Regions from separate parts of the Mus musculus genome. Here region 1 is linked to region 2. Evidence: chromatin contacts called from public promoter capture Hi-C data. All regions are on one chromosome and are shown on one strand. The core of a region is the stretch at or near the end of the contact, and the rest is flanking DNA. Distances in the headings are between cores, read along the strand shown.

Evidence for each region. Promoter capture Hi-C pulls out the DNA fragments that hold promoters and counts their contacts.
Region 1: a promoter capture Hi-C map of hippocampal neurons shows a contact between it and region 2, with 5 times the contacts expected there. The contact joins the promoter of Fgfr2 here to the promoter of Plpp4 in region 2. A contact is called at or near these places in 2 of 39 promoter capture datasets (embryonic stem cells and hippocampal neurons), 1 of 484 Hi-C or Micro-C datasets (embryonic stem cells) and 1 of 115 datasets of contacts at active chromatin or transcription factors (embryonic stem cells).

Annotation. Positions count from the first base shown.
Region 1 is chr7:130,264,339-130,270,443 of GRCm38.p6, reverse strand. Fgfr2 (fibroblast growth factor receptor 2) reads left to right here and starts at 3,636. Exons shown (of 18, transcript NM_010207.2): 1 at 3,636-4,650. RefSeq lists a promoter at 4,078-4,303.
Region 2 is chr7:129,253,215-129,259,160 of GRCm38.p6, reverse strand. Plpp4 (phospholipid phosphatase 4) reads right to left here and starts at 2,067. Exons shown (of 7, transcript NM_001080963.1): 1 at 1,992-2,067. The coding sequence starts at 2,047.

The DNA.
Region 1 (6,105 bases), core at 2,387-4,886, 1.0 Mb before region 2:
TCCCATGTGCCAACGTTTCTGGGAACCCCTGGGAGTAGCCTGGTGTTTGTCCTGTCCTCATCTGTTCATGCTTTTTGGAGTCTGTGTGACAGCTATGACATAGAGGAGCTCCTCTGCTACCTATGGAGCAAACAGATGACTCAAGGAACTGAAGTACCAGTTCACACTGCTCCAGCTCACACTGCTCCAGCTCACACTGCTCCAGTTCACACAGCTCCAGTTCACACATGCTAGGACCTAACAGAGAAGTGGGAGCTGCCACACGGCCTCCCACTATTGAAGAGTACAACCCCTCGGCATTAAAGGGAGATGCTCCTACTCGGAGGACATTACTCTTCGTACGCCAGAGTCTCATGGAGCCCAGCTCTCTACGTGAGGCTGTCCTTGAACCTCTGACTCTCTCGTCTCTACCTCCTGAGTGCTGGGATTACAGGTATTCACCACTATGTTTGGCCATGACCCTATAGTCCCTATATCTCCTATATTCCCAGGGAAGTAGGTTCATATATATTTTAGAATCCTGGATGACATTCAGTGTGAATATGGGGAGGGACACACACACACACACACACACACACACACACACACACACACGGCATTTCACTAGGGTATATGTGTATGTGTATATGAATATATATTTGAAATGCCACAAACTGATTGGGTTCCTTTCTCATCCTGGAGCACGTTGCCTGGCTGTGGACCATGAGCTTGAACTCAGCCGTGCCTAGGACCTTATAGAGATGTCATGTAAAGACAGAAAGCCTGGAGCCAGGCCCACACTGGCAGTCCTACACAGCCTTTGTTCAACCAGCTTTTCCACAGGGTGAAGGAGACACAACCCATTAAAACACAAATGTCTAAAATTAAACATCCGAATCTCAACAGAGAGCGACCCAGCGGCCCCTTTCCTCCTCTTCTCTCCCAGGGATGCGCTGACCGTTTGCTCCTCAGGATGGATAGGATGGCTGGTTTCTGCTGCCCTCAGTTCCCTTTCATTCCACTGACATATCATTCCTAGAGGGGTGGGGGAGGGGGCGTCATGAGGCCTTCTGGGGAAAGAGAAAAGGGCGACTACTCAAGACATTTTATAAAAGGGCGAAATTGGGAAGAAAGGAGGCCCCGTAGGGGGTGGAGGGTGGAGAATGTGGCCTTGTCTGGGGTTTCTTTCAGCTGAAACCTGCCGCCTAGCTGCCTTCAGTTCAAACTGTCACCTTGAGTTCTTGCTGGCTTTTCTGCCCTCACCCCCAAAACCTCAACAGATCGGGCCCTATTTACCTATTCACACTCGGCCGTGGAAACTCATTAATAGGCTTATTAGTAACAGCATTCACGGGAGGCCATTGACAAAAGGGGTTCCAGCCACTTGAAGAAGGGAGAGGGGCTAAAAATCCTGCAAAGAGATGATTTTCTCATTCAGACGCCTGGCTGGGAGGAAAGCTTTCCTGGACCACTGAGGTCACTTGAAGTCTAAATGATGCAAAATGAATTTTTTTATTTTTCAAAAATTCAAAGCATGCTTTAAAAAAATTTTTTTTAAACTTAAAATTTTCCTATTGTGGATTTGTGGCTTTCCTAACTTGGGGGAAAAAAAAAGGTGCTCTTTGGCAATCAGGGCCTTTGGACGGTGGCTACCTTTTCATCTTCATACAGAACAAATTCTGCACGCTGCCTCTGACGTTAGTTAAAGAAGGTGTTTTTGTTTTCAGCGGAAGGGCTTCCCTCCTATTCAGCATCTATAAAGCTAGAGATGAATGGGGTGGGGGAGACAGGGACAGCGGCTTCCTGGGCCATTAATTTATGTGAGAATGTGTTAACCTCATTTTCAATGGCTGGTGGGCCCACTGCAGTAGGGAAAGAGCTCTGTCCTGAGACACGGAGTTTCTCATCAGTGGGGATCATAAAGATAGAAGTGCCAGCCTGGAGCAGGACCATTCCCTTGTGACTTCAGGTTAGGGAATGAGCACACATTGACACTGAATGGCTCAGTGTCAACCTGGCTGAGGTGTTCCCACCCAGGCCACAGAACTCATTCAAAACACACCCCTTTCCACTAGACATAAACAGATCATTTCGTTTGGAAATCCGGCTGTTATTTTTGTTGTTGTTGAGTTTTCAAATTCTAATTTCATAAGTATTTGCCTGAGGCATTGAACATGGATTTGCTACCCCTTGCTTTTTAGTGATGTGCATATAAGTTTCCCAGGCTATGCTGTGAACAAAGATGATCTGATCATGTGGGGCCTGAGGAATCGTGTGTGTAAATGGCATAAGGTAGAGTATTAGGGATTCTGGTACGTCTCCTCTTTCAAACCTGTGTCCCAGGTGGACTTTACTGTCTGGCTTTGTTTGTCTTTAGGCACCAGAGAGAGTCTAAGGCTTTTCTGAACTTAGTGACCTATTTGAGCCAGGATCTTATATAGCCCAGGGCTGACACAAACTCAGCATGTACCTGAAACCATTTTCAAGCTCCCGAACTTCTCTTTATCCTGCGAGGTCTGGGACCTCAATAATTGACCCAATAATTAAGATTCAATTTATTTAGACAAAATGTAGCTGGCTTCAAACTTACTATGTAGACCAAGTTGGCCCCCAAACACAAGGCAATCCTCCTGCCTCACACTTCTGAGTGCTAGAGTTACAATTTATATGGCCTTGACTTTAAACACAACTGCTCAAGGGATGAAAGAGAGAAAGGGAGTGCGTACTGAAAGATAAATGATCTCAAGGTAGTCTAGTGGGAGAGACAAATGGGAGATGCCAATCATTACAGCCCGGCCTGACATTTAGTTAAAGAATCCTGCTTTGCAACAGAAGAGTGTAAGAGTCAGGGAGAGAATCCAATTTGCTCACGGTCAGATGACTTGGTTTTTGGTAGAGTGAGTGTGTTTTCTGTTTCTGATTCTTTGTTTCTTTCTCTGTTTCTTTCTTAGGTGGCATGGAGATCAGGCCTTGTACATGCAAGGCAAGCGTTCTACTACTAGGCTACATCTCCAACACCTCTCTAGACTCTTTCAAGTTTCTTCCCCCTCTCATTAATTAATTAATTAATTAATTTTCATTTTATTTGATTGGTATGGATGTTTGCCTGCATGTCTGTCTGCACATTGTGCATGCAGTATCTCTGAAGGCCAGAAGAGGGCGTCGGGACTCCTGGAACTGGACTTAGAGGTGATTGTGAGCAAGCCAAGTGGATGCTGGGAATTGAACCAATCTCTGGCAGTATTCTTAAACTACGGAGCCATTTCTCCAGCCCTACTTTCTTTTAAATATTTATTTCTATTTTTAAACTATATGCCTGTATCTTTGTGTTCACGAGTGCAGTTTCCTAAGGAGACCAGAGGCTTTGGATGACTCTGCAACTGGGGTTACAGGCCATTGTGAGGGACTGATATTTAGCCAGCAACTGGCTTTTGGCCTTTAAGAAGGCAGGAAGCACTCTGAACTGCTGATCCATCTCCAGCCCTCCTTTGGATTTCTTTATGTTAACCTACATTGATACTATTAAAGATGTTTTCTGTTGTAGATTGCCTTTTCCCATGGCAGCCACATTAAAGGGCTCATCCAGCAGCCGGTTGTGTTAACCTCTCCGATCTTCAGTTTTCTTGTCAGAATCTGGTTCTGTTACTCTGCAGGCAGATGTGCGGATAAGTACAATTACCTATTCACGTGTTCCCTTCCTAAAGGAGGGTTTCCCAAACACTCGTCCCCTGTCTATTGTTCAGAGGAACAAGACAACGCAACATCTCCCACGAACATCCGCTGCTTCCACCCTCAAAGCTTCATGACATGAAATGTCTGGCCCCAGTATGCTGCAGACCTATTCTAAGGTGTCTGAAGTTGCACAGCATTCTGTCATTTGTTTCCTAACTTGACATAAAACAACGTAACGCATCCACTGTGCACCAAAGCTGGCTAGGAACTGGGGCAGTGGCGTACAGAGGCCGTTCACCAACAGGGTTCCGAGAGGTCATCTGTGCACCCCTGCGGGCAGCGCGGCGGGGCCCCTCGCCTGCCTGGCGGGTGTCTCTTTGCGGCTGCTAGGCTTCGGGGGCAGCGCGGGGCTCGGGACTGCCCCAGCGCGAGGCGCTGATTGGCAGAGCGGGCGCCGCCGTCCAGGAAACGGCTCGGGTTTCAGCGGGGGGCGTGACCCGCCCGAGGAGGCTGCGGCGGCGGCGCGGGCGGCGAGGGGAGAGAGCCGGGAGAGGCGAGCGGCGGCGGCGGCAGGCGCGGAACGGGCGCACGGACGATCGAACGCGCGGCCGCCAGAGCTCCGGCGCGGGGGCTGCCTGTGTGTTCCTGGCCCGGCGTGGCGACTGCTCTCCGGGCTGGCGGGGGCCGGGCGTGAGCCCCCGGGCCTCAGCGTTCCTGAGCGCTGCGAGTGTTCACTACTCGCCAGCAAAGTTTGGAGTAGGCAACGCCAAGCTCCAGTCCTTTCTTCTGCTGCTGCCCAGATCCGAGAGCAGCTCCGGTGTCATGTCCTAGCTGTTCTGCGATCCCCGGCGCGCGTGAAGCCTCGGAACCTTGGCGCCGGCTGCTACCCAAGGAATCGTTCTCTTTTTGGAGTTTTCCTCCGAGATCATCGCCTGCTCCATCCCGATCCACTCTGGGCTCCGGCGCAGCACCGAGCGCAGAGGAGCGCTGCCATTCAAGGTAATCGTCGTGCCGAACGCCTCTGGGAGCTTCGCCAGCCGGGAAAGTGGGTGCCGTGGGAGGATGCGGGGGCGCAGGATCCCCGGGAGGAAGGCGCGGGTAAACCTATTTGGGGGCGCACCCTGTCAGTCTCTGACTGTATTGGTGATGGAGGAGTGGATGAATGCGGATGGCTGGCTTTGGGGGAGTTCTTTCAGCACCTCCATCCCAATGCTGACATCTGCCTCTGCCGCTGGCACCCCTTTCCTGTCAGACTCCGGCGGGCACAGTCCTGCCTACTGGGCGCGTTCCTTTGAGCTCAGAGCCGGCGCGCCGTGGGGCCGCCTGCCAGTGGCACAGCCCATAGGCGGTTCGGGAAGGGCATCTTTGGGGTGCCTGGTCCTTGGATTCTGGAAGCTCCAGCCTGGTACTACACAAACCCTTATGAGAGATCCTTTCTTGGGAAGAAACTGCTGGAGTGTGGTCAGGCAACATCCCCAAAGGGATGGAGATGCCGGGACGACACCTTTAGGGAGGCAGTGGCTCTGGTCCGGGATTCCGGTGCTGGCCATCCCTCACCAGCCACAGCGGTTGGCGCAGGAGGGATCGCCGCGCGCCTGGGGCTAGGGGGCGAACTGGACCGACTTTTCCTAGTTCGCCTAGCTGCTCCGACCGCTGCCGCGCCGAGATGTTGAAAGCACAGGCGAGTTCTAACTTGCGCGCTCATTCTTTCAGCGCGGGGGAATCGGTCGAGGGCCCTGCGTGGCGCTGGCTTCCACCCTCGCGGCCAGGGGGCAGGCGCGGGAGGCCGGCTTCGGCTCCGTGCCCCTGCAAACTTCCCAAGACCTTCCTTCTCCCCCCCACCTCACCCCCCAGTTCAATAAAATCTACCCTTAAAGGCAGACTTGCTTTCAAATCCACGGCACCCATTATGTGTTTGGTGTGAAACGCTATCAACATTTAAAACTCTATTGTCCCAAGCGTCCCAAATCCCTGTAAATCTTCCACCAGCCTGGACTCATTTTCATCTGAAAAGCCTGTTTAGTTTGAATAGAAAAGCAATCAGGCGCCCCTCTCGCTCTCGTTGGAATGTCAATTAAAATGCAGATTTCTCAGAGCTCTTTAGCGCCCCAAGAAGTGGGACAAAACAGGATATTTCAGGCTGACAAATGAAAGAAATGCTACAATGAAGTGGGGTGGCGATGTGCACCCCAAACTGCTTGGAGTACCCACTGAAAGAGTAGGTCAGGGATTATGGTCTTACTTACGACAGCTTATATTTTTGGGGTTTCGTTGTGTTTAGGGCCCCCCCTTGGTGTCCCCCCCCCCCATGAGCCCATGACAGCTCCCTTCCCTATTCAGCCCCGTGGAGAAGTAAGGGAGCCTTGAACCAGGGTAGAGAGGCTACATTTAGTATTAACCTGGGAGTGTTGACTTCTCCCAGGAGTAATCCACTTGAGAACAAAATGCCAATTG
Region 2 (5,946 bases), core at 818-3,317:
ATTTCATATGAAACTCAAGAATCATGCCAAAATGCAATCAATGTCCATATGTATCCTGTGGTGGCAGGTGATTATAGATCCCGCACTAAAGAACACAGGAGGGGCCTTTGGGGAAAACACTGAAAAGTGATGGGTGATTTCATTGGTTGGTTGGTTGGTTGGTTAGTTGTTTTGTTTTTTACATGATGTTCTTAGAAAAAGCCAGACACACAAACAAAATTTACCAAGTTTTCTAATTCACTAAACGAGCCATTGTAGATTTGAAAACATCTCATACGTGTTTGGAAGACTGTTTGAAAGGAAATGTGAAAACATATAAATATTTTGCATGTGGTTAGACCCTTTTAAAATAAATCTTCCCGGAAGCAATTAAAGCAGAGAGCCTTCTAGCCTATTTCATGTTATTCCTGCATTACTTTTGTACAGACATTCCCCCCCCAACAAATGTTAGATTCTACCATGCACTAACCATCAGTCTATCATTTTTAACACCTAATCATTGAGTGGGGTTTTAGCCTATCTGCCAACCCAAAACTGCCCCCCATGCAATCAACCGGCAGCCAGGCCTTTGAAGGTTTACTCCAAAGGTAGAAAGACAGAGAGAAAGAAGGGGGAGGGGCTTGATTCTTTTCATATGCATCAAGATCCAACTGAAGTTCCTTCTCCCTGTTCCCAGTGAATAACACTAGTGTTCAGGCAGAAAGGGGAGGGGGTGGCCCACATCTGGAAAGCTCCTAGTCTTTTCTGATGGTATGAATGAATCCTCAGGATGAATTTAATCCCTAATTTAAACGCATGTGCGCGCGCGCGCACACACACACACACACACACAATAAATAAATAAATAAAATTTAAAAAGCATTCCTTTCTATGCATATACCCCAAGGTGCAGAAGTAGTCTTTTATACTACACACTTGCCTACCTGCCATGGTTGGGGCAGAAATTTATTGGGAGGGGTGCTTCTTGATTGCCTTGATGGGACACACACACACACACACACACACACACACACACACCAAGACTCCAGTAAATCGAGAAAGTCCGTGCAACTTTAATATATAAAATGTGTCAGCCAGCCATGGGTAGGAAAGAGAAAACCTGACCTACTACTGGGGGTAACAGTGCAGATGTGTCAGCCGTGGTAACCCGCAGTTACCCCCTTGGTAACTTAAGGCTACCTGCTAGGTGGGTTTGAACCCAAGAGACTAGAAAGCCGAGAAAGCTCCTTGGGGGAGCCCGAGCACAGACATTTCTGAAGAAATGGCACCAGGCTCCCTCCTTTTTTCCGAAATGACTATTCCTAGGTGCCACCTGAACATTTCAATGCTGTCCCCAAAGGGCTTCTGCCAGTCACATGTAAAAGGAGCTCCTGGTGTTCTGAGCCCCGCAGCCTGCTGCAGATCCTGACCTGCTCAACCCTCCATGGCAACAGTTTTCCAGGCAGAGAAGTAACGCAGACACCTATTTGAGGCTCTGTAGGGCTGTCAGTTCAGGAACCAGGGACATAGAAGGAGACCTAGGCTGACCCTGGCTGCCTGGGCACAGCATGGGGTGTCGGGAGAAGGGGCCAAGAGTAAAAACTGCCATCATCAGCTTCAAAGATCACAGGAGAGAGAGAAACTTCCCTAGGGCACGAGCCAGGCTGCCTGTCCTGGTCTTAAGGAGCAGCCTAAATTCCAGGGACAGGTGTGCGCGGGGCTGGTGAAAGGATCAGACTTGGGGCATCGGAGCTAGGGCCGCCAGACTTGCTTCCAGACTAGGAGCTACTACGGAAGCAGGTCTCAGTCCTGGGCATGCTAGGATTACTGTGCGCTGAGGGTCCCAAGAAAAGGAGGAGAGGATTTCTTTTGATCCCGTATGGAACATCCCCGGCACCAACCAAGGAGGGAATCTCGAACCCAGGCCCCGGCGAGACACAGCAGCGCAAACAAAGTTGGGGCTCCCAGAGGCTGAGTCTTTAGGTCCCCTCCCGCGGTGCACCACTACTTACACAAAGACCCCGAAGAGAAGGGCTCGCACCCCGATCTCGATGGCCAGCTCCCGCATGGTGCAGCCGGAGTAGCTCCCGCAGCGGCAGCTGGCGCTGTCCGTGGCTCCCACGGCTCGGCCGGAGCGGCTCTCCGGAGCCTGGGCGGTGAGGGAGGCGCGCTGCAGGCCGCGGGCGGGGGCGGGAGGCGGGCGCGGGGTGGGGGCGGCGGGGAGGGCTCAGTCCCAGCCTCCCGCTCTGGGCTCCCGGACACCCAGACACCAGCCTCTTCAGGTCCCACTCCTGATAACGCCGATCAGGGGCGCGTCAGGGACTCACTGCTCACTTGCGATCAGTGCTGTTTCTGTGTCCTGGGTTTGCGCCTGGCGCCCAGGACCCAGGAGGGGAAGCCTGGGGGATGCCCTGCTGTCGTCGCCGCCGCCTCCCTCCCGGCGCGCTGCGCGGCTTCCCGGCTACTGGGCCGCCCCTGGGCTCCGCGCCCAGCAGCACGCTCCGCCGGCGGCCGCTGCGCGCCTCCTCTCCAGCCTGCGACTCCTGCTCTGGCTCTCTGCTCTTTCTTCGCACACCCGCACGTGGACATGGAGATGGGCGCTTTGGGGATTCTCTCACACTCAGGACAGCCCTGGCATTCTCTGGCTCCACCTGGGAGCGCTTCTTCCTTTCTGCTTTCTGACCCTCTTAGGTCTTACCAACCTCAGATTTTCTTTTCCCCACCCCTGATTCTAGAAAGTTCCCAGAAGATTGCTCCCAATCTTTGCTTTCTCTCAGAAGGTGCCAGACTGGAATACAAAAACCCTGACACAAACTGAGGGCCAATGTGAACTTGGTCCCCGCCCTCTTATGCCACCATTGTTATGTAGTATCTGAGGACCCTCTCCTCTCCTCCAGCATCCTCCAACACCATCAGTGGCTTGGGGCTGCTGTGCTGTGGATATGAACAGCAGCTCTCTTAGCATCCCTGCCTGCACATAGCAGGCTATCATCAGGCAACAAGTAGAAGCAGGAGCCTTGGTCTCAGTACTCAGTCAGAAATTCAAATATAAATAAATGGTGGCCTGGGGGTGACAACCACAAGCCTGGGACCGGCGGCTTGGTCTTGGCTTTGCATTTGCATCACCCGTAGAAGTCATTAATCATACTTGTAGGGTTGTCTCTGGGGAACTTGGATCTTTCTTGGATTCTAGGAAAGACCTCTCAGGATTTTGTGAGCAGGGATGGATTAGAAGTTGGCTCCCGGTCCTGGGGATCTAGATTTCCCACTTGGACCCAAGTAGGAGTAGGTAGAAAGCAGACCCTGTTGCCAATGGCACATGCCAGCCCTTAGACAGCTGAGCCCAGGCGCCTCAGTGGGGAGGGATCCAGGCTGTGTGGAAGGAACACCATCCCAGCAATTGAAGATACAGAAGCAGTGTCTGCTGTCTGTGGAGGGCTTTGGCACGTGAGCAGTGCATGTATAGATCATCAGGCACATGGGATATCATGTTCAGGGAGACCAGGAGAGATGTGGAAGGAGGAGGAAGTGGCTCTGTTCTCCATGACTTGGGCCTAGCATTCCTATGAAGACAACTCTCTTCCCACAGCTTGACCAAGTTGTACCGGAAACCCTACGGCTGAGGTTGCCCGGTAGCTGTGTTCTGAGTGGAGTGATAACAAGAATGCGAGCAGAGACTTCACTTAACTGTAAGCATTAACCAGGCAGCTGTGCAAAGTGGGGTGCTGGATGCTAGGACTCATAATGTATTTCGCCCTGGAGAAGAGGGGTTCCACCAATCACACAGAGAAGTAAGACAAGATTAGGTGGGTGGTGAGGACCTCCTTGTGGCAGTCCTACCTACTCACCAGAGTCTATAGCAGAGACTACAATTGTGAATCTTATGTTTACGTTGTATTTGCTGTCTATTTGAGGCACCATCTCACTTCAATCACACTGACCTCAAAATCTCTGTAGCTTACATTGGCCTTGAACTTCTGACCTTCCTGCCTCTGCCTTCCAAAGCTGGGCTTATAGGTATGTGCGATTGCCATGTCAGGATGAAGATTATGGCTTTCATTTCTTATCTGTAAGAGAGTTACCTGGAGAGAGAACCTGAAAAGGTGTGCGACTTCATTGCTACAGTTAAGAAGTGACTTTGAGCCAAAAGAATAATGTAAACACCAAGAGCCAGCCACAAACCCTTTGATCTACAATGGTGTCCTGCCTGCAAGATCTGCTAGGGCAATGTTGGCACAAGCTTGTGGGAGTAACCAACTAATGTCTGATTAGACTTAAGACCCACTCCGTGAGATGGAGCCCATACCTGACACTGCTTGGAGTGACCAAGAACCTGAGACTTGATAGCCCAGGGACCTAGGGTAAAACCAAATACTACTGTTCTGAAAGAGAGAATGAGAGAGAGAGAGAGGGAGAGAGAGAGAGAGAGAGAGAGAGAGAGAGAGAGAGAGAGAGAGAAAGGAAGAAAGAAAGAAAGAAAGGAAGGAAGGAAGGAAGGAAGGAAGGAAGGAAGAAAGAAAGAAAGAAAGAAAGAATGAAAGAAAGAAAGAAAGAAAGAAAGAAAGAAGGAAAGAAAGAAAGAAAGGAGAGAGAGACAAAAATATAACAATAAAATGAGTCTTAATGATATTCTACTATACTGTGCCTCGCTCAGCCATCATCAGAGAAACCTCCTCCTTCACAGAACAAGTGTAAAGACCCACAGCCAGACATAATGCTGAGAGTGAGAGACCTTGGAACTCTCAGCCCTAAACAGGATGTCTCCATCAAATCCTTCCCCTCAGGGTTCAGAGAACCCCAGGGAAGAAGAAACAAAAAGAGAGTAAGAGCCAGAGGGGATGGAGGGCAGCAGAAAAGAAGGCCTCTAACCAACCTGATCAAAGCTTGGCTGAAGTCACAGAGACTCAGGCAGCAAGCACAGGACCTGCGCTGGTCTGGATCAGGTTCTTGGCACATACATGATGGCTTCCCATTTAGTGTGTTGATGGGATTCCTGGGTGTGTGTAGCTCTATTTCTTGTGCCTGCTCTTGGGCTATTTTCCTGCTCTTTGTTTTGTACAACTCTGATGAGTTAGTTTTTGTTTTTTATCACATTACATTTCTTTTTATCGCTATCTCTCAGTAGCTTCTTTGTTTGCTAATCCAACGTGGATCCAAATGGGAGGGGGGAAGGAGGGAAGAGAGTGAGAGGAGTAGAGGAAGGCAAACCCATAATCAAAATATATTGTGAGATAAACTGAGTCTATTTCAAATAAAGGGGGAGTGGCTTTGAGGGGTAGAGCTTTAAAGAACCACCTGATCCAAGCCCCACTCCTCATTTGATGCTTGAATGAGTGCTATGTCTTGTCATCTGAGACATTCTGTGCAGACTGCTCGTCCCTTTTGAGAGAGCTCGTCTACCTTTCAGACAGCTCCACTGAAAGCCCTGCCTTGAGGGAACTCACTACCCTGCAGCTTCTGTTGATTCAGTCATTCTGCTGGCCCCATTCCTGCACCCAGCCGCTGTGGTCAGAGCAGCCTTATAGCAAGCCACGGGTGCTGCAAGCTAAATGTATTTAAGAAAAAATTACTGAAAGGCCCACGGTCCTATGGGCTTCAGGTTCCACTTCATTCAGGGCGCAAAGAACATCATCAGGACTTGATGTTTTTTATCCAGCTTTCCGCTGTGTCTGTCCTGTAGGGTCTTACTTGGAGTCTTGATAGTCAAAGAGTTCTATTAGTCAGAATCAGATTGCCTTGATCTCATGACTCCCAACAATGTCATTGCTGAATGCCATTCTTGCTTCAAACCCTGAGCCAATCACCATGGCCAGAAAGTCATACTGGACTGCTTGTCCCAGACATGGGCTCCTGCTTCATCCAAAGCCCCTGACTGTGAATGAGGCCAAGGTGAGCCCACAGACAGGGTGGACACCTTGGCGTACACTGCATGCTTGATGAGGTGATGAATGAACGGCCTTCTGTGCC